Linked DNA regions of Mus musculus: all the other regions are linked to region 2. The links are chromatin contacts, called in public Hi-C maps. All regions are on one chromosome and are shown on one strand. Each heading gives the region's core, a stretch centred on a gene start, on an enhancer-like site or on the middle of the called end of the contact. The rest is flanking DNA. Distances are from core to core; before and after follow the strand shown.

Region 1 (5,455 bases), core at 2,692-5,191, 300 kb before region 2:
GCACTATGCTTCACACCATGATGATAATGAACTAAACACCCCTGAAAGCATAAGCCAGCCCCATGGGAAATGGTTTCCTTCATAAGAGCTGCCATGGTCATGCTGTTTCTTCACAGCAATAGAAACCCAAACTAAGACAAAGGTCAAGTTGGAAACAATGGGTATGTGTTCAATGCAGCATGAGAAATGAATGAGCATGCTAGGCAGCTTTGTGTTACTGTAACAAAATACCTGAGACAAGTAACTTGTAAAGACAAATATCTATTTGGCTTATAGCTTGTGACATTCAAAAGCATGGTGCTTATACTGGCTGAGTTATAGTAAGGGTAGCTCTAAAGATAATCTCTTATGCACTTTATGGAAGCATCACCTACCAATAAAAACTGATGGCCTATTAGCAAAAGGCAGGAAGTAGAGTGTGGGAGTTCTGGTAGAAAGACTAGAACTCTGAGAGATAGTCAGAGGCAGGGGATTCACCGTGGACTCTGAGGAAGTCAGATTCATGAAACTGAGGAGAGATAACTAGCCACTATTTGGTAAACATAGAATAGTTTAAAGCTTTTGAGTACAAGCTAGTCAAGAAACAAGCCAAAGCTTATGGCATAGGCATTTATTCATAAATAAATAAGCCTCTAAGTCATTATTTGAGAACTGGGGAGCAGATTGAAAAGTTGCAGGCTACAGATAGCAGATACGGGCACTTCATGAACAGTCTGCATTCAACAATGAATATTCAACCAAGAATACCTGGAGACATCCAAACCAACCAAAACCATAGAGATGAGGAAGGGTTAAGAATGGGCAGAAAAAAAAATGTTTTCAGGAATGTTTTCTGTAAAAGGAAACAAATTTGATGAAACACTAGTGTAAGTGAGAGAGAGCAGGAGGAAGGCCTTCTATTCATTTCTTAGAAGGAGAATCACTACTGAAGAACAGAGAGGAGATTCAGTGCACAGTATAATGACTGACCTAAGAGGACACTCTTTATGCGGATGGGGAATGGGTTGAGCTCCCACCCAGCATCCGTGGAATGTGCACGGTGAAAGCAGCTCACTACTCAGTCCCTTATGCAGAAGACCTGTAATAATGGTCATGGAATCCTATTTGAATAAGAAGGGAAGTGGGCACTGGAGGGAGATGCAGACCAGGTAACCATAACATGAATAGACTGGGAATCCTCTCTGACTGGAACCCCGCAAATTGCGCAGGGAATTTTAAATGCAATAGGATCATTAACACTGCATCTTTCTTGAGGATAAGGATAAAGACAGAAAATCGCCTTTCTCCTTCTTTTTCTTCCCCTTATCGATTTCTCTTTCTTCTCTACTTCCTTTTAGAAAAAGTACATGTACTAACACATGCTCTGTGAATAGACTACCTTCAGAGAAACGCATGAACCAGTAAACATGAAGCTCTCTGGAAAATGCTTACAACCTCAGCCAGACTACAGACTACAGAGGACGGTTAATTGGTGGTGGTGTTTTAAAATAAAAGTTATTTTAAATAGGGGAAAATTAATTGTGAAAAATTCAGGCAAACTACCATACAGTTTTCAGCAAAAGGAGAGATTCAATCAAACAAAATGCACCTCGTGAAGTCAAGAGCAGATTACTAAATTGCTTAAATTCATTTCCATCTCCACATGCAGGCACAGCCTGAGTCACAGCTCAGTCCAAAGCTGGGTGCTTATGAAGGCAAATTATCTGTCTTGGGTCAGCAGGGTTCCATTGCACATAGAGCCACCGCAATTTTAAAAGTGCTAAAATTCTACAGCATTTCAGTATGTGTCCTAAGCCAGAAAGAATTTGCCATGATATAAATAGGGCCCAGGAGAACCCTATTAAATCTGCAGCATTGCAGGAAACACGAGGGCAAAGCAGTGCATGCTGTTCATCTGGCTTTTCCCAGCTATGGCATGCAATTACACATGGTAAGGGACAGCTTGGAGAGGCTCACACATCTAGCTACACATCTGGTCAGGGTTGGCCTTAGGAATCACTCTTTTCAACCTTTGTACTCATCCTGTGTGCTTAATTCAGCTACTTGTCCTTGAGTGAAGCAAGCACAGAAGAGACACTTATGGAAGGGAAATAATATACTGTATACTGGTGTTTAGAAGTATGTACAGAATGATCTGTCATGCTGTGATGTTCCCCAGTAGCCTGTGTATGTGTCATAAACATACTATTCCTCTGGGAAAATGGATGCTCCATTTACTCTGCTTGGATTTGTGTGTGTGTGTGTGTGTGTGTGTGTGTGTGTGTGTGTGTGTGTGTGAGAGAGAGAGAGAGAGAGATAGAGAGAGAGATAAAGACAGAGACAGAGAGTCAGAGACAGAGCACTGTATCTCATAAACCTATATGAGTAGTTATATGCTGAGATTTTAACAAATTAACTATAGCACATTAGCGCATGCACCAGGGAAGCAGATCTTCACCTTTCCCTCTGGCCCACTAAGTCCAATTTCCCATACTCCTCCTTCTTAGGTAGCAGACCTTCACCTGTGTTTGTTCTGACTCTCTGTCCCTATTCTATGGCACTAACTACATCCTGGTGGAATGTTCTCCTTTACTCTCTCCTGTGGAGCTGCTCAGTCCCCCACCCCAAACCATCCCCATTTAAGTGTCAGCTCCCAATACCAGAAACACATTTCACCAGGGAAGCACAGTATCCACAGAAGAATTTCCTATCAGGCAACACACAGCCACCACACTCTCCTAAGAATAAGAGGGCAACAGAAAACAAAAGGAAAAAAATCCACCTAACAAAGAGAAGACCAAATATCAGCACCTTGAACTACAATCTTCCAAATCCTAGATACTTACAATCCAGAATGAAAACACATTCATTAGCATCTAGGATGATAAGTCTCCTTTGAAGCCCAGCAACCCCAACACAGCAGACCCTCAGTATTCCAACATAGCTTAAAAACAAGAAAAAGACCTTGAAACAGCCTTTATGAATATAATGAGGTACTTAAAGAGGGAACAAATAAACCCCTTTAAAAAATCATCTGCAACACAGCAGTGGAAGGAAATGAAAAGAACAGTTCAAGACCTGAAAGCAGAAATAGAATCAATTAAGAAACCCAACTGAGGAAAATCTGGAAATGAATAAATTTAGGAATTTGAGCAGGAAGCTCAGAGGCAAACCTCACTAGAAGAATATAAAAGATGGAAGAGAGAGTCTCAGGCATTCAAGACACAGCAGGAGAATAGAATATATTGGTAAAAGAAAATGTTTAAACTCTAAAACTCCTGGCACAAAATATCCATGAAATATTGGACACTGTGCAAAGGCCAAATCTAAGAATAATAGGCATATAGGAAGGAAAAGAAACACAAGTCTAAGGCTCAGAAAACATTTTTTTAACAAAAATCATAGAATAAAATTCTCATGATCTAAAGAAGGAGATGCCTATCAAGGTACAAGAAACATACAGAACACCAAATAGCTCAGACTAGAAAATAAACCCACGTTAGCACATAATAATCAAAGCACTAACTGTATAGAACAAAGAGAGAATATTAAAGCTCCAGGGGAAAAATGACCATGGCCCAAGAGTTACACTTGACATCTCACTGGAGACTCTGTAAGCCAGAGGGACTGGGTAGATGTTCTACAAATTCTAAGATACCACAGATGGCAGCCCAAGCTACTATACCTAGCAAAAGAAAGCTATTTTGTTTGTTTGTTTGTTTGTTTGTTTGTTTTTCTGACTTGACAGCAAAAGCCTGGCACTTTAATTGCCTCCTACTCTGAATTCTTTACACATCATACAGATTCTGCAAGGGCATCTATTGGGCTCATTTTATCTCACAGTCTGTTCTATGTAAGGTTCAAGGTGAGCAGTGGATTTTGGTAACTCCCTTGTTTCTGATCAGCAGTGGCTCTTTGTCTTGTTTTCTTTCTGTGCTACATAGAATTGACCACTTGAGTGCAGCATTGAGTTGGCTTGAACTAAACTACTGTCACCAAGCAAGCGATCTGAACTCTGAAGGAGCTGACAGACAGGAAATGAATAATTCTCCACGTACGTCACTGTCTCAAAAATGACAGTGGGCTTTGCTACAGAAATTTATTTAAAAGCAGAACACCCTTGTGTGCCCCTTGTGGGAGCTTTTGACAATAAATGACTTGTTTTTTGATAGTTTTAAGAAGAAAACTCACATAGCAAATCGGAGTCAATGCACAAGCCACAATGGAAAGCAAGATTAGCTCTGCATTTGTTCATGATATGAAAGGGCACATCTGTTCTGGTGACCAAACATTCCCTCAGTCCTTAGGGTTCAACATACCTGAAGGAAAACGTTCCGTAAGTCAGATTTTCTCAACAACAGGTTGATAGCTGTGTTTTACTTAGTCAAGCAGTTTCCTGAAATGCCCAGTGCACTGTACAGATGCTGCAGTCTCCCAAGATTCCAGCGATGGCTGCAAATAGAGGCTAAGATGGTCTACTGAGCTCAAAGCCATGCCTCTGCAGGAATCTGACAGTCAAAACCAGAGTCCTACTGCTCTGTAAAACAAAATGGAGCCTGATGTTCCAAAAGCTGGGAAAGAACCAGAACCAGCCCTGGGAAGGACATTGTTCTTCAGAACCTTAGCCTTGTCTCTACTTTTCTCCAGGATCTGAAAAATAGAGTATGTTTTAATAGTTGGTGTCTCCTGAAACTCCAATGGAAATGTGTAATGAGGGATGGGAGTTTCTCTATAATTCTAAATTCTGTTTACCTAGTCTCTGGTTTATTATAAGAGTGTTTACGACTCATTTGCTAATCCAGTAGACATCCTCTGAATATCTAGCATGTATCCAGCACAGAGGAGACAAAGATGAAAGAGAGATTGAGGCTGTGTACTAAAGAGTTCCACAGTATAGGGAAAACAAAACATACACCTGAAAATAACTATAAACGTGCTGATTTCATTCAGGCTCTGACACCATTATCCTTCTACAGATTATTATTGTGTAATAATAACTAAATTATGCTTCAGAGGGTAATCTCAGAGAACAGAGGTCTAATTTTCTGGATGAGAAAGGTGCATTCCAGGGTATAAGGGTTGTGGTCACATAGTTGGTGTAAAATCCACAAAAGGAGTTGGATCATTTCCACTGACAAGAATATCATTCCAGAATGGAGGACTGTTGCAGAGATACACTGCAGCCTGCATTTCCCTGGAAACTCTAAGTGCTCAGTGGAAACCTTTAGTAGATAGGTGTTTATTGACCTTATTTTAAGATTTCTCCTGGCTTCCTTTGTCTGGACATGTCTCACCACTACGTTCTGTACTGCTTAGTCTCTGAGATTCTTAGTGGGCCACAGAGGGCCCTGACTTTTCATTGGCACCCAGTTTCCTAAGCTTTGGTGCTGGAACTTGGTTTTGGACAGATTAGTAAACATTTGCACTAGCGTATGAGAATTCAACCCTATGTAATTTTGCTTCCTTACTATGCCCA
Region 2 (5,542 bases), core at 308-2,807:
AAAGCCCCTGAGATCATGCTGGCTCCACCTCCCCAATTTTGGGATTACTCACATGCGTTACCTCTGCTACCTATACATTAGTTCTGGGAACCAGAGTCAGGTCCCTGTACTTGAAAAACAAGCACATACCAACTGAGCTATCTCCCAGGCCCTGGCTAGGTCTTTCTTTGATTTTCTATTAAGCCAGTCTGCTTCTGTATGACACCAAGCTATTGAACTCCACCTACTGTCTGCTGATTTCTCTATAGATTTCAGCAATGTCCTGGGGACAGAGAATTGCTTCACAGTTTGATCAGCTAAATGCAGGCACACTTTCTGTGAGTAGTCTTTGAGGACCCCTACAGAGTTCTTAGCTGTTTCTTTGTTGCTGCCTCCTATACTACATGGTCTATAGTTAGCCTGCTGCTCTCACAGAGCTGCTCACCATCTTGCAATTACCAGCATCTCCATTATTTTCAATTTTTTTCTTAGATTTGAACTAAGAAAATCACACTCTCTCATAGATAATATCAGGTACACTGAGGAGGAATTTGCAGCTCTCTGTTGTTATGGCAGCCTGTCGGCAAAATCTCTGGTCCACTATTTCAGAGCTGCCAGTGGTACCAGGGATCCAAATCACATGTTCTTGCTTCTTGAGCAGAACTCTGGACTAAGGAAAGAAACTCTGTTCTCAACTTTTCTCTTCTGACCTTGTATACTATACTTAATGAACAAGCTGGGAGAGAGTGAGCATGATCAGCCCGCTCACCAGAATTAGGGCGTCCATCCTGTGAATAGGGACAAAGGACAGGAATAGCACAGACTTGGGAGTACATAAGAAATGCATGTGGTCTGCATGCTGCTATGTCCCTGTTACTAAGTAATTCTCTGTTTTTCTGGTTTTTATTGATGCTTAGCTTACTAGATAACTGCATCCATGAATTCTTTAAGCTGACTTTTTTTTTTGAAACAAGAATCTTTTGAAATATTTTAAAAATAATTGGATTTATTGACTTCTTTTTTTGGAAGCTAGCCTTAGACGGACAAAGAAAGACAAAGACATTACAAAGAACAAGCCTGACATTCTGTAGGCACGGGCATTGTCTGAGAGGGATTTGTTCTAAAACACTAGTTTATTTAAATCTTAAAATAAATTTGCTAAAACAAAAATTCTCAGGCCATAGTTGCACTTAATAAATTAAAACTGGGGATGGAGGTGGGAAGCAGGAACCATGAAACTGTTGAAATCCAATGCCCGTGCTAAATCTAAAGCTCTCTCAGCTAGTGAGAATAATAGAAATCTCACCTAATAAAATGGACCCACCCAACGTAAATATAAGTGAGTGCTTCACAGCAACATTTAGAAAAAATGTTTATCACTTTTAGGCTTTGGGAAAAGTTAAGCTAAAAACATAAAGAAATACTGTTTGATATAATGTTCATATGGCTGAACTTACAAAGGCAGATGATGCTGGGAACCGATGAGGTTTGGGGGAAACTTGAACCCTTGCCCATTCATTGCTCATGGCAGTGTAAAATGTTGTGGTCTCTATGAGATGTCCTGGGTGCACTCTGCAGCCTCTTGACCTCTGACACTAACCAGTTTGGCCTCTATTAGTCAGCATCTACTTCAGAAGGAAGCTTTGATGAAGGCTGAGATAAATCAATCTGTGGGTAGCATTAAATCATTAGTTGTCAGTGTACTTTGTCTGTCTAAGAGAATAATAGCAGGTTCTCCCCTAAGGCTTAGTTAGGGCCTGTCTAGCCACAGACTCTGGGCCCTGATTACAACACCAAGCATGGGCCCCATCTTGTGGGGTGAGTCTTAAAGCCAAAGACAGGCATTTCCTCTTCTCTCTCTTCACCATTTCACTGTGTCCAGATTGAGAATGAGGCCCACTGCCAGGACATCCTAGATGAGCTCACTGCATCTGGTGCAAGTGGATAGATTCTGCATGATTTCAGTGTTGCCCTCTCCGCAGTTTTCATTATGATTGGTCGTTTGGTTGGCTGATTGACTGAATTTTATATCCAAATCTCTACTTTCTAAATATGGAATATTTTCATACCATATTATAATATAGTATAAAATATCAATGAAATTAAAAATGAAGGAAATAAAGTTCCTATATTTTCAAGCATACTATTATCTCTAGATAAAATTTAACAATCTGACTTTCATAACTCTATTCTTATCAAATAATGATTTTGATCTTTTTAAACTTTTATCTGGAAAAAAGCAAGTTCCTATGCTTCTTGCATATAGTTTTAACTAATATGGCTCCCCAAACTGCATTTTATTGTTTGTAAGAGATGCTAAGTCCTAAAAATTAGGTAATAAATAATTATAGATCTTGTGTAAAACATTACTGTTTTAATTCTTAGGTAACTCACACTTTCTTTTATGGGATTTAAAAGATAAAATTCAAACAAAGATGTAAATTTGAAGGGTAAAGATTGCTTATTCACTTTAAATTTCTGTATTCATATTTTCAGACAGTTTGTGTGTTTATACTTTGGATAAGAAAGTAACCTATTACTTTTCTTGTAACAAAACATAATACTAAAGTAACATAAGGAGGGAATGGTTTATTTAAGCTCACAGTTTGAGGAGACAAGATGGGAAAGCATGGTGGCTGGAAATGAGGTGGCCGCTCACGTTGTGCTCACAGTCAGTAAGCAAAAATGAGCTGGTGTCAGCAGCTTCCTCTTTCGCCTCTTTATTTAGTGTAGGATCATAATCTACAGAAAGGATGATGCCACCTGTCTTAATCAGGGTTTCTATTCCTGCACAAACATCATGACCAAGAAGCACTTGGGGAGGAAAGGGTTTATTCAGCTTACACTTCCATACTGCTGTTCATCACTGAAGAAAGTCAGGACTGGAACTCAAGTAGGCCAGAAAGCAGGAGCTGATGCAGAGGCCATGGAGGGATGTTCTTTACTGTCTTGCTTATCCTGGCTTGCTCAGCCTGCTCTCTTATAGAACCCAAGACTGCCAGCCCAGAGATGGTCCCACCCACAAGGGGCCTTTCCCCCTTGCTCACTAATTGAGAAAATGCCTTCCAGTTGGATCTCATGGGGGCATTTCCTCAAATGAAGCTCCTTCCTCTGTGATAACTCCAGCTGTGTCAAGTTGACACAAAACTAGTCAGTACAATTGACCCCTTGTCAACGTGACACACAAACACATCAATAGTAAGCCTCAACCCTTAGTACTTATTCATCCCCAATATCTTAAACAACTTTAAAAGTCCCACAGTCTTTACATATTAAAAGTTTAATCCTTTTCTTATAAAATTCAAATTACTTTAAATTCAAAGTCTCTCAACTGTGGGCTTCACTAAAAACTTCCTTCAAGAGGGAAAAATATCAGGGCACAGGCACAATCAAAAGCAAAATCAATCTCCAACCGTCCAATGTCTGGGATCCAACTCATGATCTACTGGGCTCCTCCAAGGGCTTGGGTCACTTCTCCAGCCCTGCCCTTTGTAGCACAGACCTTGTCTTCTAGGCTCCAGCTCCCTGTACTCCACTGCTGCTGCTGTTCTTGATGGTCATCTCATGGTACTGGCATCTCCAAACACTGCTGTCTTGAACTAGACTTTACCAATAGCCTCTCATAGGCCCTCTTCATGGTGCCAAGCCTCATCTCCTTTCCATGACCCCTTCAGCCCTGGGCCATCAATTGCAACTGAGGCTGCACCTTCACCAATGGCCTTCCATGGCCTCTCACAGTGCTGAGCCTCAGCTGCTCTGCATGACCCCTTCATGCCTTCAAAACCAGTACCACCTGGGTAACTCTTACGCATTACCAAGTCCAGCCACAGCACAAGGTACAACCTTGGCTATCTCTGGAACACATCCTCTGTGCCCTCAGAAAACACTTCCCAGAAGATGTCACCTCAGTGATGCTGGTCTCTTCTCAATCACCTTTAATTTCTTAGCTCCAGCTAACCAGCATCAGTAGTCCCAGTAATGCAAAGTTTTTGCTTTAGTAGTTTTGGAATCTTGTTAATCACAGCTGATTCTTCAGCCCCAGCTAACCAGAACCACGGAATCTTCACAATCCAAAATAGCAATGGCCCTGAAAAAAGTCTTTCATCTTCCCTCTGAAATTTCACAAGCCAGGCCTCCATCTCCTGCACTGTTCTCAACATTATCTTCCAAGCTCCTACACAACATTTGACAGAGCTCTTAACACCGAATGGATCTTCTGGCCCAAAGTTCCAAAGTTCTTCCACAGTCCTCCCCAAAACATGGTCAGGCTGTCAAAGGAATACCTCATTATGCTGGTACCAATTTGTCTTAGTCAAGGTTTCTATTCCTGCACAAACATCATGACCAAGAAGCAGTTGGGGAGGAAAGGGTTTATTCAGCTTACATTTCCACACTGCTGTTATCACCAAAGAAAGTCAGGACTGGAACTCAAGCAGGTCAGAAAGCAGGAGCTGATGCAGAGGCCGTGGAGGGATGTTCCTTACTGGCTTGCTTCACCTGGCTTGCTCAGCCTGCTCTCTTATAGAACCCAAGACTACCAGCCCAGAGATGGTCCCACCCACAAGGGGCCTTTCCCCCTTGCTCACTAATTGAGAAAATGCCTTCCAGTTGGATCTCATGGGGGCATTTCCTCAAATGAAGCTACTTCCTCTGTGATAACTCCAGCTGTGTCAAGTTGACACAAAACTAGTCAGTACATCACCCACACTGAGGTCAGCCTCGTCTCAGGTAAATCTATCTGGAAATACCCTCATAGACACACCTATATTTGTTTTCTGTGTGGTTTTATATCTATTCAAGTTGGTAATGAAGTTTAGGACATGATGGGTGTTTGTGGTTAATAATTTCAATATGTAAAGACTGTGACTGTGGTCTCTTGTCTATTATTTTATTGTCTGGAAAGAATTGTAATTTTTATGTTGCCCCATTAAGCCTTAAAGCAGAAGATAATGAAATATTTGAGGGGTCATTGGTGACTTCATGGAATTCTTCCATAAATACCAGTCATATCTTCCTTCTCATACACTTGTGTGGCTCAGTTAATCTTTGTAAACAGAACAATTCACTTTTCAGCATTGCTTACAACCACATTTTTGTGTCTGTCATGGTGGGGATTTGGATCTTGCTCTGCAAGCTTGCTTAGTGGCTTCTGCACAGCCAAGGGCAGTGTTTATATTTACCAGTATGAAGAACATATTTGTTTATTTATCACTAAAAATTCTCGTATTTTAGTTCAAATATGCACACTTGGCTTTAAAAGTTTAGTGAGCTTTAATATAATCATAAGTAAATGATATAATTTCCATCTTGTGGGGGTCACAAAATATTATCAGTTTGGAGAAAAACTTAATGAGAAAGGAGGCATAAAGAAAAATTTGATAAAACTAAACTGCACCATCCAAAGTACAGTATTGAATTTCATGAGACACAGTAGCCACAGTAAAAATGTTACAAATAACCTGGAGGGAATCACTCTCTGCCTGTGATGGCAGACTTCACCCATGTTATCAGCCTCTCTGAGCTGCGTGGGTCTTCTCATGTGCATCTTCTGTCCACATACAAT
Region 3 (6,302 bases), core at 2,071-4,570, 460 kb after region 2:
ATGCATTTGGCATATGTTCACAAGGAATTCCCAAGTTTGCATTTCTTTTTTTAATTGTAAAAGATAGATTACTTTGCTCAAAATAGCTTCTATTATTTACTAAAGTCAAGGCAATCTAAATTTTAGTGGATTCTGAAATAATTTCTGAGTCACCAGCACCACAAAAGTGGTAATAGTAATAATAATTTAACTTTTTTCTACTTGCTGTCTTATTAATGCATATTCTCAACCATGACCAACAGTACCAGTTATCTTTATTTTTTTTCTAATTCTTTTCTTTAATTAGGTATTTACCAGTTATCTTTATTGATACACTATATTTTATCAAATTTCAGACAGGCACAATAGCTACAATAATAGAAAATATATAACTCTAAGGCTATAGGCATTCATTCAGGAGTGAATGAGAAGTATCTTTCCCAAAACTAAAAAGACAAAGAGCAGCCAAAGTTCCTGCTCCAAGCCCTTCCTCACTCAGTGAAGCCACACACATAGGATACTTTCCTGGTTGCCATGTTAGTTCCTTTCCTGTTAGTTCTCAGTGAGCAGGCCTGTTTATGTTACCTCATCAAAACAATGGGCAATCAGCCATGTCAGGACTTCTCACTTCTGACCTCCCTGCATCTTTTACACCCATCCTTGCCCTACACAGTTTTGACTCACCGGTCTGCCAAACCCATCCATTAGATTTGGATGGTACCAGACTTTCAATCTGAAAAAGGACCAACTTAGGGGAAGAGTTGGGTTGACTTGGCTCCTTGTTTCTGGTGCTTCATGGCGGGGGTGATCACATCAGAGCTTCTTACTCTTATCTACCTACTGTACGTATATGAGTTAAACTTCTAGGCTTCTCTACTTCCTGCCCCATGTTCTGGTAATTATTCTACACTCTGATCAAAATTATTATACACCATGACTAAAAGTAATTGGGGGAGAGAAAGGTTTATTTGGTTCATGCTTCCACATCCAAAGTCTATCATTGAGTTCAGGAGAGGAACTTAACAGGGTGAGAATCTGGAGACAGGAATTGATGCAGAGGCCAGGGAAGAGTGCTGCTTACTTGCTTTCTCTCCATCGCTTATTCAGACTGCTTTCTTATAGAACCCAGGACCACTAGCACTGGGATGGCTCCACCCACAATGCACTGGGCCCTCCTCCCACATCAATCAGTAATTAAGAAAGTGTCCTACAGGCCTGCCTACAGCCCAACTTTATGGAAGCATTTTCCCAGTTAAGGCTACTTCCTCACTAATGACTCTAGCTCCTATCAAGCTGATGTATCTAGCTAGAACAACATCTTTTCAAACTCCTGTAAGAAAATCTCAAGTCACTTCACTAGCTTTTTCTAAAATATGATTTTTTATTAGATATTTTCTTAATTTACATTATAAATACTATCCCCTTTCCTAGTTTCCTCTCTGAAAGTCCCCTCCCCTATACCCTCCCCCTGCCCTGCTCCCCAACCCACCCACTTCTACTTCCTGGCCCTGGCATTCCCCTGTACTGGGGCATATAATCTTCACAAGACCAAGGGCCTCTCCTCCCATTGATGGCTGACTAGGCCATCCTCTACTACATATGCAGCTACAGACATGAGCTCTGGGGGTGCTGGTTAGTTCTTATTTTTGTTCCTTCTATAGGTTGCAGACACATTCAGTTCCTTGGGTACTTTCTCTAGCTCCTACATTGGAATAGATGACTGTGAACATCCACTTCTGTGTTTGCCAGGCACTGGCATAGACTTACAAGGGTCCTGTCAGCAAAATCTTACTGGCATATGCAATAGTGTCTCGGTTTGGTGGTTGTTTATGGGATGGATCCCCAAGTGGGGCTGTCTCTGGTTGGTCCTTCCTCCCATCTCAGCTCCAAACTTTGTCTCTGTAACACCTTCCATGAGTATTTTGCTCCCCATTCTAAGAAGGAACAAAGTATCCACACTTTGGCCTTCTTTCTTCTTGAGTTTTATGTGTTTTGCAAATTGTATCTTGGGTATTCTAAGTTTCTGGGCTAATATCTGCTTATCACTGAGTGCATGTCATGTGTGTTCTTTTGTGATTGGGTTACCTCACTCAGGATGATATCCTCCAGATCCATCCATTTGCCTAAGAATTTCATAAATTCATTATTTTTAATAGCTGAGCAGTACTCCATTGTGTAAATGTACCACATTTTCTGTATCCATTCCTCTGTTGAGGGACATCTAGGTTTTTTTCAGCTTCTGGCTATTATAAATAAGGCTGCTATGAACATAGTGGAACATGTGTCCTTTTTACAAGTTGGAACATTTTCTGGGTATATGCCCAGGAGTGGTATTGCTGGATCTTCTGGTAGTACTTTGTCCAGTTTTCTGAGGAACCGCCAAAGTGATTTCCAGAGTGGTTGTACCAGCTTGCAATCCCACCAGCAATGGCAGAGTGTTCCTCTTTCTCCACATCCTCCCCATCGTCTGCTATCACCTGGATTTTTTATCTTAGCCATTCTGACTGGTGTGAGGTAGAATCTCAGGGTTGTTTTGACTTGCATTTCCCCGATGATTAAGGATGTTGAACATCTAAAATATGAATTTTAAGGAAATGTTTCTACCTAGAGTTTCAAGCATTTTAAGTACAATTTAATTATGCCCTCATGACAGCAATATGTTTTGCATTGAGGCTTCATTTGGAATACATTTCCTCAGAACTGAAAGAAAAGGGATGAGCTGCATTTGGCCAGGCAGCTCTTCCCTGTGAGGTCCCTTCCCTTAGTGTACAATGTAACTGTGGGTGGAAAGCTCATGAAGTATTTAGTCTATAACCAATAGATATTTGACAGAAACATAGCAAACCAACATTGAGTTGAATGCTTAAAGATGTATGTTTCTTTCTCAATCCTTTCTACCTTATAATCATATCACAAAACTATAGTTCTCTAAACACTGACTCCTTGAGATGAAACCACCTGATGCCCTTTTATATTGCCACTGTTGTAGCTCATTTTAGCATTTAGTCAATATTTGGAAACTGTTACCAATGCTACTACGCTCTGGTAACTGGTGTTCACTGACACCCCTATAGTTTCAGCTCATTACCCCTGCAGGGTCTGACCATTCCAGTGTCTTCCTAGAGCAGTTTATCTCCTCAGCCACCATTTATTTCAGGCAGTGTTTATACTCAAATTCTTTCTCTCTAGTGTTCACTTCTCTGTCTTGGGGATCATCCTACCTGAGGAAAATTATATTCTGTCAGTCTTTTTCTTATCTTCTGGTCCTCCCATGTGGAAGGAAATATGGAGAGCAGCCCCACCACGTTTGTGTGAGGCTCTGAGGCTCTAACCCACACTTCCTGTGAGCTCTCCTCGGCATTAGCAAAGTTCTAGCTTGTGCACATCTTTCACCTCTATTACTAAGGACACACAGAAAAACATTTGGTATTCGTGCCATTTTTCTTACTTTTCGTCTTTAATTCTCTATCGTGATTCTTAGAAATGGAAGTGCTTTTCTTTTTCCGTTTTATCTATTCTTCTTACGTAATTATAGTCCTCCATTTCCTTTCACAAACACAGGGTGGATCTGAGCACATTTAAATCAAAAGAAAGTGTGTCTGAGTCACAGGCATACTGAAATGGCCTGACTGCTTGCTCTGTGCGCTATGTTTGAAATGCCATACTTCCCCCCAGTGGTCAAGTGTGAAATAACAACCTTTGCTGTATAATGCATTGGAAGTCTCTAAAGAGAGACCATTGTTGGAGATGTAGTCTCAGCTGCAATAGAAACCCAAGACTGGAGGATCATTGAGAGAAGCTGAGGCTTGGCACCATGTGACAATGTCAAAGTCCCTGAAGAGGCCAGACCAGTCCATTTTTGAAGATGCTGGCTCATCATTGTAGATGTCTGAACCAACTTGAGACAACCTCTGTGCACAGCAGCAGGTGTGGAGTGAAACCAAGCCCACCAAACAAGCTGTTTGTACTTCATATGCCAGAGCCAAAGAAGTGGAATTGCCAAAGCTCTTCAGAACATAGAAGTTCATGAGTGTCCCAGATGCTGGAAATGGAGCTCCAGGCTTGACTGGTAGGATAGATAATGTTGGTTGTATGTTGATTTGATTGGAACTGTGCTCTAACACTTCACTCCGGAAATCATGTGACATATCTTGGAATTTACAGGAGCCCATCGTTAAGAGACTGTATTTTTAAAGAGAATTTGAACTTCTAAAATGTTGTAAATTTTCAAACAATGGGGGGGGGTAAAGTTATTGTATGTTTTACTTGTGATACTAACATGAGATCTTGGAGATAGACAAGAAAGAAAAGATTATGGTTTAATAGTGATGTATTTGTGTGTCAAGTTGACAATGGTCAATTTGTGTTGGTTAATTTTTTTTCAGTTTGACAGAAACCTAACATACCTGGAAAGAAATTTCAATTAAAGAATTTATGTTGGGCATATCTGTGGATCATTTTCTTGATTATTTATTATAATGGGATGGCCCAGCCCACCCATCCCTGGACAAGTGGCTGTGTATAAAAGCAGCTGAACACACCAGTAAGCAGCATCCCTTCACAGTCCCTACCTCAGGTCCTGCCTCCTGGTAGCTGCCTGAGTTCCTGCCCTGACTTGCCTGTGATGCATCCTGATACAGGAGTTAGACAATGACACAGACTCTATCTTCCCCAGTTGTTTTTAGTCATGGTGTTTTAGCACAGAAGCATACTGCAAACTTGATCAAGTAGAATTCTACTACCATACAGCAAACAGTACAAATTAGGAAATGTGCATACATGCTATAGGAGACAGGAAGTAAAGAGATACAGTAAGAAACCACAGACCAAACAGACGGTGCAAATGCACACCTTCAGACCATCTTCTAAGAGCTGATTCGGTATAGACTCAACAATGGATTAACCCATAATGAAGTGGCACCCTCATGATTGCCTGTCAATAGTGCCACCAGCTGAAGAGCAAGCCTCAGTATATGAGCCTTTTGGGTAGATGTTTCATATTCAAATCATACAGAGATTGGCTTGGAGCAGGGCCTGCACTAAGCTCCGGTTGCAGTATCTGTGCTCTAGCTGATCACAAGCTTTGGTTGCAGCCACTAATCAAATGAGCATAACCACTTACACTGCTTCTGTTCCTCGGGCTCTTTGCAGTAAGTACTGCTAGATCACACTGTTGGAGTTCTCAGGACCTGTTCTGGTTCTAAAGCTATCCAATTTGAAGATATGTTTTGTTTACTTGTTTTGTTTTATTTTGTTTATAACTGCTGGAATAAAGTCTTCTCATGCATGTTGGAAAAACTTAAAACTCCAACCTCAACGGACCAATAAACACTCCTTTCTGCTAACTAGCTTACACAGTATCAGAAGAAGTCATGCAGACTACTTGAGGAGAAAAGACACCAAGCACTGGACTCTACAAGCAGCAATACCCACCCTATATATAGGCAAGATATACCAATGTTGCAATAGTAGAATGTGGCTATGGGAGTAACTGACCATTTTCTTTTTTTTATTCTTTATTTAGATTTATTTGTATTTCATGTGTATGACATGGTTGTCAGTGTGCATTTATGTATACCATGAGCATGGCTGCTGCCTGGAAAGAACATGTAGATACTGAGAACGAACCCAGGGCCTTTCCAAGCACAAGGGCTCTTAACCACTGAGCTATCATTCCAGACTCCACTCCCTCCCTCCCCTCAACAGCCTTCTGATTGGCTGTGACTCCTGCTCCCTAGGAGGAAGTTCATGCCAGGCACTCACTGTAGGCCTGGTCCAAAGCCTATGATTAGAGAACTCACAGGTTCTAGAGGACTTCTGCTGTATTATCAAATGGTCACACTGCCCAACTTCCTTATAAATAGTTACATTTATACTCGAAGATTTGTGTTACTTTCCGCCCTGATCAGAGAAATTTCTCATTGCAGTGAGTCATGCTTAAGGCCAGAGACTCACAGCTGGGCAATGTGCTGAGTGTAAATAACCATGAGTGCTCAGATACAAATGAGTCATCTATATCAGTCTTCCTCAGCCAAGGCTCAGGGAACTGTGGTGATTTGAATGAAAATGGCTCTCTGAGTGGCACTGTTTGAAAGAACATGTGGCCTTGCTGGAGTAGGCAAGATCTTATTGGAGGAAGTGTATCACTGGGGGTGGCCTTTGAGGTTTCAGAAGCTCAAGCAAGGCCCAGTAGCTTGCTCTTCCTGCTACCTGCCAATCCTGATGTAGAACTCTCAGCTACTAGCATCATGTCAGCCTGCATGTCACCATGCTTCCCACCATGATGATAATGGACTAAACCTCTGAACTATAAGCCAGCCCCA
Region 4 (6,079 bases), core at 258-2,757, 410 kb after region 2:
AAACTAGAAATCTAGGCCATAGAGAGTTGCTAGAGTCTTCCTCATCTGTTTTGCTTTTTCAGGCTGCTTGGGGTGGAGGGTTACTGATGTCCCGGAAACACAAGTGGAAGCTGAGTGGAGTAGAGAGGTATGTGTAATTTCCTAGTCTGTAATGTAGAGTGTTAAAAAGCTACATAAAAGAGAACAGCACTCAACTTCTAAAGAAGGCTTGCAATGCCAACAATGCCTGTATTTATGAGCCTTGCCTAAGCCTAAGTGAAAAAAAAAAAAAAAAAACCATGGAGAATGTCTTTCAAAATTGGGGTGTGTCTCTAGAGTTCATTCCTTCCATCTTTGAATCAAACACCATGATTTTAAAACCTGCAAGCTGTCCACATTTTTCTAGAGAGATCTATTGCTTTCATGTTACCATAAGAGTAGTATTCACAGCTTTAAAGAAAGTAATACATAGTTTTATCAAAGTAGGCAAGCACCTTGTCATTTGTACTGCTGGAAGTTACCTTTGGGATTAGATATAGCCAGTTGAGTTGAAGTAAGACATGCCAGTAACTTCATTTTCCTGGCTTCATTCCACCATGACCCTTTTCTAACATAGCTTGGATTGATACAATAAGTAGCTTTTATTTGGGGCTAGTGCAGCAGACCATTGAGAAAGGCTGAAGAACACAAAGAAAGTAATATTTGATTAGCATAAAACATATGGAGGACCAAGGGGGGGGGATGCAGACTGCAAAATATGTCCTCAGGCTGTGCCTTTGCAACGCACCAGTTTTCCCATTACAGAAAGTCAACCAGAACAGCTACAGTTGTGAGTTCTGACACTCTGGACAACAGAGAAAGCCTTAAAACATTAGAGGCTGCCAACTGCCTACTGCACCCTGCCAAGCAGCCAGATACTGCCCAGGAAAACCTTCACCCTGGCTTTGCCCCTAGTATATCTTGGCACAAGTTCCATTTCAGGACTGGAGAAGAGGCTTCGGGAGCTTGGGAGCATCTGTCAGCACACAGAGAGGCCTGACCAGAGAGGATCTGTGTGATACCCGGCCTGATCACAGGCACAGAACCCATGACTGTTGATATGGGAGAGAAGAAGGCTGCAGATAGAGCTAAGCATGTCCTGTTCAATTAGCAGAAATAAGCATGGAGAAAAGTCAGGACAGAGCAGCCAAGCCCTGTGCCATGGAATGACTGTTCCTGAGTCTGCTGCCAGGAGCCCTGGCTGAAACATAGCAGGGTTAAGTCACTAGCACTATCTTTGTTCTGATTCCAAGGCTCAGGGGTGAGGGGAGATGAGAGCAGGTGAGCTTCCACCTAAGTTTTGCTAGAACCATACACACCTACCCAGAATTGAACTTGTGCTTTCAGAAGTGGCCAGTGCACAATACCTTCTATTCTCTGATTGTTTCTGACTGACAGAAAGTATAAGCATCTTTTATACTGCCTTTAATGCCTCCTCACGCTGCAAGTGCAGAGAATCATGGCACACCCCACCACCACCATCACTTGAAAGCTCACTAAATTACCTACCTGGAGCCTCAGAAAAGCAAACACCCACATGCTTTTGTACTGAAGACTATTATTTGAGAGGAAAGCTCAGATTATTCATCTTGGAACATGGAGTCCTTTGTGGTTTTGCTGCCACAATTCTCAAAATCAGATTACAACTAAATTTACCAAACATAATAGCCAAGGATGAAATACTCATAAATAAGGCCACTGCCATGTCATGCTTTGAGTGTGAAGCTGATGGTAACTATCTTGGAGTTTCTTAGTGTGATGTGCACTCTCTTTGGGGAATAAGATCACAGAACTGTTGGAAATTGCTGGAGCACAATTGTATGTGGGCTTAAGTTTAGGAAAGAAGCGTGCCTAAGTTGGAGAAATAAATTTTCTGTAAGTATTAAAAGTTAAAGCTTATGACTCACTCTAGAGGAAAAGGAAATCCATGATCCATTGCTTCTCTGTGGTTTCAGGGCATTCCTGAGTGACATTCACAGCCTAATAGCAAAGCATTGTCCAACATCCTGTTTGGGAACAAACCAAATCCTTCAGATGACTCTCTTTCTTGCTATCACTACCTTTCCTAGAGCCAGCAGAGCCAAGAAGATGTGCTAGGAGCCTAAATACTCCAGAGCATGACTGACATTATAAACCAACTCTTTAGTCCCTTCTCCAGGCCAGGGGATTTAATGGCTCTCTGAGAGTTGTAGTAAAACAGAAGTGGCAGCATCACTTGCCTTTGATCCTATTTGAGGGCCAAGGTAAGCATTCTGATAAGGAAGTTGGAGGAAGAAATGGTCCTTCCTAGATCTCATCATTTCAGGCAACATGTGCCAGCCATCAGCTCTGGAGCTTAGCATCATCTAGGGAGGGTATTCCCTCTGAAGAGCAGAGATGTTTGGTAAATGTCCTTGGAAAAAAGTTAAGTTCAGTCTGATTGGAGGGTAGGGTATATTTGTGGCCTTCCATGTATGTATAGGTAGGGCAGAAAAGTTGTAGAAATACAGAAATCCTGTCCATGGAGTTAGCAGAATATCTTCCACAAATGTAAGTCACCAGGAGTGCTGTCCGGATGCCATGGACCCCTGAGCTGGATTGTTCACTGGCTTAAATAAGATCCGGGGTACAATAAGTACCATCATTCATCATTTCTTCCCAAGGATCTCAGACCCTGATTGGAGAGTTACAGGAGCAGCAAGCTAGGGCACTGTGGACACAGCTGCTATGAGCTGTTCCACTGCCTTCCTTCCTCCTGTGGGTTCTTTATACAAAACATCATGTTAAGCATTGAGCTTGCTTAACAAATATGGAATTTTTGCAGTTGCTTTCTCTGGGCACTGAAGGGAGAGGTTGGAGTAGAGCAGTGGGAGTGAGGGAGAGATGCTAAAGAACATGAATAGTACCCCGGAGCTCTTGACTCTAGCTGCATATGTATCAAAAGATGGCCTAGTCGGCCATCACTGGAAAGAGAGGCCCATTGGACATGCAAACTTTATATGCCCCAGAACAGGGGAACGCCAGGGCCAAAAAGGGGGAGTGGGCGGGTAGGGGAGTGGGGGTGGGTGGGTATGGGGGACTTTTGGTATAGCATTGGAAATGTAAATGAGCTAAATACCTAATAAAAAATGGAAAGGAAAAAAATTATAAATAAATAAATAAATAAATAAATAAATAAATAAATAAATAAATAGAAAAAAAAAAAAGAATCAGGATCTAGGGACAAATTAAATTAAACCAAGTGAAGCCAAGAAGAGGAAGTTCCAGGACAGGCCCAAGAGCAGAGTAGATCATTCAGAGACCAAGAGGCAATCTGTATAATGGAGACAGTAAAGGAAGGGAAGGGACACAGGCTGAACACAAGCCACCCTGAGGCATTGCTAGTCATGTGCTGTGGTTTGGGAATTTCAGCTTTAAGGAAAGAGGGTGCTGACAATTTAGGAACAAGAAAGATGGAGACTGTATATAAACAAAACTGTGAAATAATTCCAATGACAAGGATGGGGGTGGGGGTCAGTTAAAACTATCCAGATTAAGCTAATTGCAATGATTATTAAAGAAATATGTGATCATAATGTCTCTGAGTTGTACCTCTTAGAGCCACAGTTACTGAAGGAGCAAAGCAATGCATAGGAATGGGGACAAGTTGTATTGGAAACTTGAATGTAAGGTGGGTATGAGCAACCATATCCATAACTCCAGTACTCAAGAGGCAGAGGGTAACAACTTTGAATCATCATACGCTTTGTAGTGAGATGCTATTTCAAGGAGAAAAAAAAAAGTAAGAGAGGAAAAAGGGAAAGAACAGGGAGAAGATAGCAGAACCTCTCCTATATGGGCCACATTGCACACACATCATGTTAGAGGAGAGATGGTCTCAGAGGAATAGCAGAAGCTTCTGGAGGGACATATGAGGAGGACAAATGTCATCAAAGAAAGGACAGACAATCAATGCAGTAATGATCCCTCACACAGGCTACTGTGACAAAGTAAGAAGCAGGGATGATAGACACTCAAGGGTGACTCTTTCAGTGATCTGGTCAATAGTGGCTAAAGACAGGACTCTGAGTTATGACCCAATCACCCTAAGGGCCCTGAAACTGTCATACAGGCAGATGTATGCTACATTGGAGGTGCTGAGAAGGAAAAGGATGAAGGTTATTCACCATCCCTCCCTGTGAACAATGGAAGATGGGGTGTCATCCTGGAGCAAGGGAAAAGGACAGCAAACTGGAAGCTCTGAGGGACAGAACCTCAGTAGTCTGAGCCTGATGTCGGACGCCATCCTCTCATGTGATTGTCTTTTAGGGCCAACTCTGTGACATGGAATCCTCACAAGATGATGGGTGTCCCCTTGCAGTGTTCAGCTCTCCTGGTTAGAGAGGAGGTAAGCTTTCCCTGACTCTGGGGCCAATCTAGGGGCAGATCTAACTTCTCATATAGAGGTTCAGGTACTTATGATTCCCACGGAGAGCCCTGCTGAACTCTCTTTAGTTGGATGCCTAGAGGGGAGAAGAAGACTGAACTCTCAGCCTTCAGAACTGAGACCTTGACTTCATCTGCATGTTTTCTTTAAACTCCTTTCCTCAGCTCAGATCCCCAGTGCACAGACTTTCTATGTCCCCCTCTCAGAAAATTAAATCTACAATTTGTTTATGGAACTATAAGAAGTAGTTTTTAACCATAGGAAATATATACATGATAAAGAATTAAAGTTAGGTGTTAGGATTTACATACATATGCATGGATATAAATGCACATGTATATTGTATATCTCATATTTAGATCTGAATATCATATTCAGAATGTAAATTCATCTGCATATGTATTTACAAGGAGAGTAAGTGAGGGCCACATTTATTCAAGGTACTTAGATGTTTGCAAAGTCTGAAATAGATTCCTGTTGGCAAACATCTCTACATCTCCCTTCATGGTTCCTGGATACAGTCATGGTCCTCACCTTACATTCATTGTTACACCATTAACAAAAGCAAAATAAAAGTCAAGTGTGGGGACCACACTCATCATCCTAGCACTAAGGAGACTGAAATAGCATTGCTATGGTTCAAGTCCAGCCTAGGCTACAGAGCCAGACCCTGCCTAGAAACAAACAACAGAACCAAGCAAATCAAAGAAAAGACTAAATCGAGGAGTGTCAACTCATCCTAATTAAATGTTATCATGTTAAAATCGTGATGCTACATTTCATTATCATGACTTTTACATATCTAACTTTACTTGCTTTAATAATATTTCACTTCTTTTAAACTATATAGATAAATTTAGACTCACACAAAATCCTGTTATTTAGAGGTAACTATCATTACTGTCTTTAAATATATTCTCCTACAACTTTGTGGGAATGTGTATGTTATATATACATTCACTTTCATACATTCAAAATAAAATTGTTACTAGGTATGGTATATACATGCATTCTATATTTACCATTTTAGGATTAACATGATTATTTCAAACCTTTACTTAATTGTTGTCTTTTAGTATCCTATCACATAACATCTAGTCACTTGATAAAGCCCTTAAGCATGTATCTTTATCACTTTTCTGATTAATCATCCCTTTAAGAGAAATTTATGGGTTGAAGGGCATGGTTACTTCTTTCACTTTTCATTCTTCTTCATGGGTACTAATTTAATCAGCATGTCTTCTGTATCTTCTTCAAATAAATTAAAATCTGAACACAAATTGAAGACAAAATCCCCTACAAAATCCTAGCATCACATTGTAAAAGTATCCCTTGGGATTGGTTTTCTTTCTTTCTTTCTTTCTTTCTTTCTTTCTTTCTTTCTTTCTTTCTTTCTTTCTTTAAGATTTGCTTATTTAATGTGAATACATGTTTACTTTCTTCAGACACACCAGAAGAGGGCATAAGATCCCATTACAGATGGTTGTGAGCCACCATGTGATTGCTGGGAATTGAACTCAGGGCCTCTGGAAGAGCAGTCAGTGCTCTTAACCACTGAGCCACCTCTCCAGCTACAGGCCTAGTTTTCAAAGAGACACTCAGTTAATTTGTCATCATCTACCCAATCCCATTACACCTCAGCCGCACTACTTGAAA

Evidence for each region. A called contact is a pair of places that touch in the nucleus more often than the background predicts.
Region 1: a Hi-C map of the N1E-115 cell line shows a contact between it and region 2, with 7 times the contacts expected there. The contact joins two enhancer-like sites. A contact is called at or near these places in 5 of 484 Hi-C or Micro-C datasets (the G1E-ER4 cell line, the N1E-115 cell line, embryonic stem cells and 2 more), 2 of 115 datasets of contacts at active chromatin or transcription factors (embryonic basal ganglia and embryonic stem cells) and 1 of 9 other capture datasets (pancreatic islet).
Region 3: a Hi-C map of the N1E-115 cell line shows a contact between it and region 2, with 10 times the contacts expected there. The contact joins two enhancer-like sites. A contact is called at or near these places in 3 of 484 Hi-C or Micro-C datasets (the HPC-7 cell line, the N1E-115 cell line and group 2 innate lymphoid cells).
Region 4: a contact with region 2 is called in a Hi-C map of the N1E-115 cell line, with 2.5 times the contacts expected there. The contact joins two enhancer-like sites. A contact is called at or near these places in 1 of 39 promoter capture datasets (cranial neural crest) and 1 of 484 Hi-C or Micro-C datasets (the N1E-115 cell line).

Annotation. Positions count from the first base shown.
Region 1 is chr2:21,954,605-21,960,059 of GRCm38.p6, forward strand. It overlaps Gm39767 (a long non-coding RNA gene), which reads right to left. Exons shown (of 6, transcript XR_866004.1): 2 at 4,299-4,516. Among named protein-coding and RNA genes, the nearest start is that of Gm39767, 6.8 kb to the right of the region's middle. Within about 2 kb of position 3,942, at least 68 of the 459 cell types and tissues checked have an H3K27ac peak or open chromatin away from gene starts, as enhancers often do. A contact at or near this core is called in the N1E-115 cell line, where this site is marked.
Region 2 is chr2:22,255,489-22,261,030 of GRCm38.p6, forward strand. The region is part of intron 3 of Myo3a (myosin IIIA); the gene reads left to right. Among named protein-coding and RNA genes, the nearest start is that of Myo3a, 31 kb to the left of the region's middle. Within about 2 kb of position 1,558, at least 3 of the 459 cell types and tissues checked have an H3K27ac peak or open chromatin away from gene starts, as enhancers often do. A contact at or near this core is called in the N1E-115 cell line, where this site is marked.
Region 3 is chr2:22,718,396-22,724,697 of GRCm38.p6, forward strand. No RefSeq gene overlaps it. Among named protein-coding and RNA genes, the nearest start is that of Apbb1ip, 53 kb to the right of the region's middle. Within about 2 kb of position 3,321, at least 80 of the 459 cell types and tissues checked have an H3K27ac peak or open chromatin away from gene starts, as enhancers often do. A contact at or near this core is called in the N1E-115 cell line, where this site is marked.
Region 4 is chr2:22,669,639-22,675,717 of GRCm38.p6, forward strand. Gad2 (glutamic acid decarboxylase 2) reads left to right here. Exons shown (of 16, transcript NM_008078.2): 11 at 63-127; 12 at 4,306-4,384. Among named protein-coding and RNA genes, the nearest start is that of Mir3967, 18 kb to the left of the region's middle. Within about 2 kb of position 1,508, at least 34 of the 459 cell types and tissues checked have an H3K27ac peak or open chromatin away from gene starts, as enhancers often do. A contact at or near this core is called in the N1E-115 cell line, where this site is marked.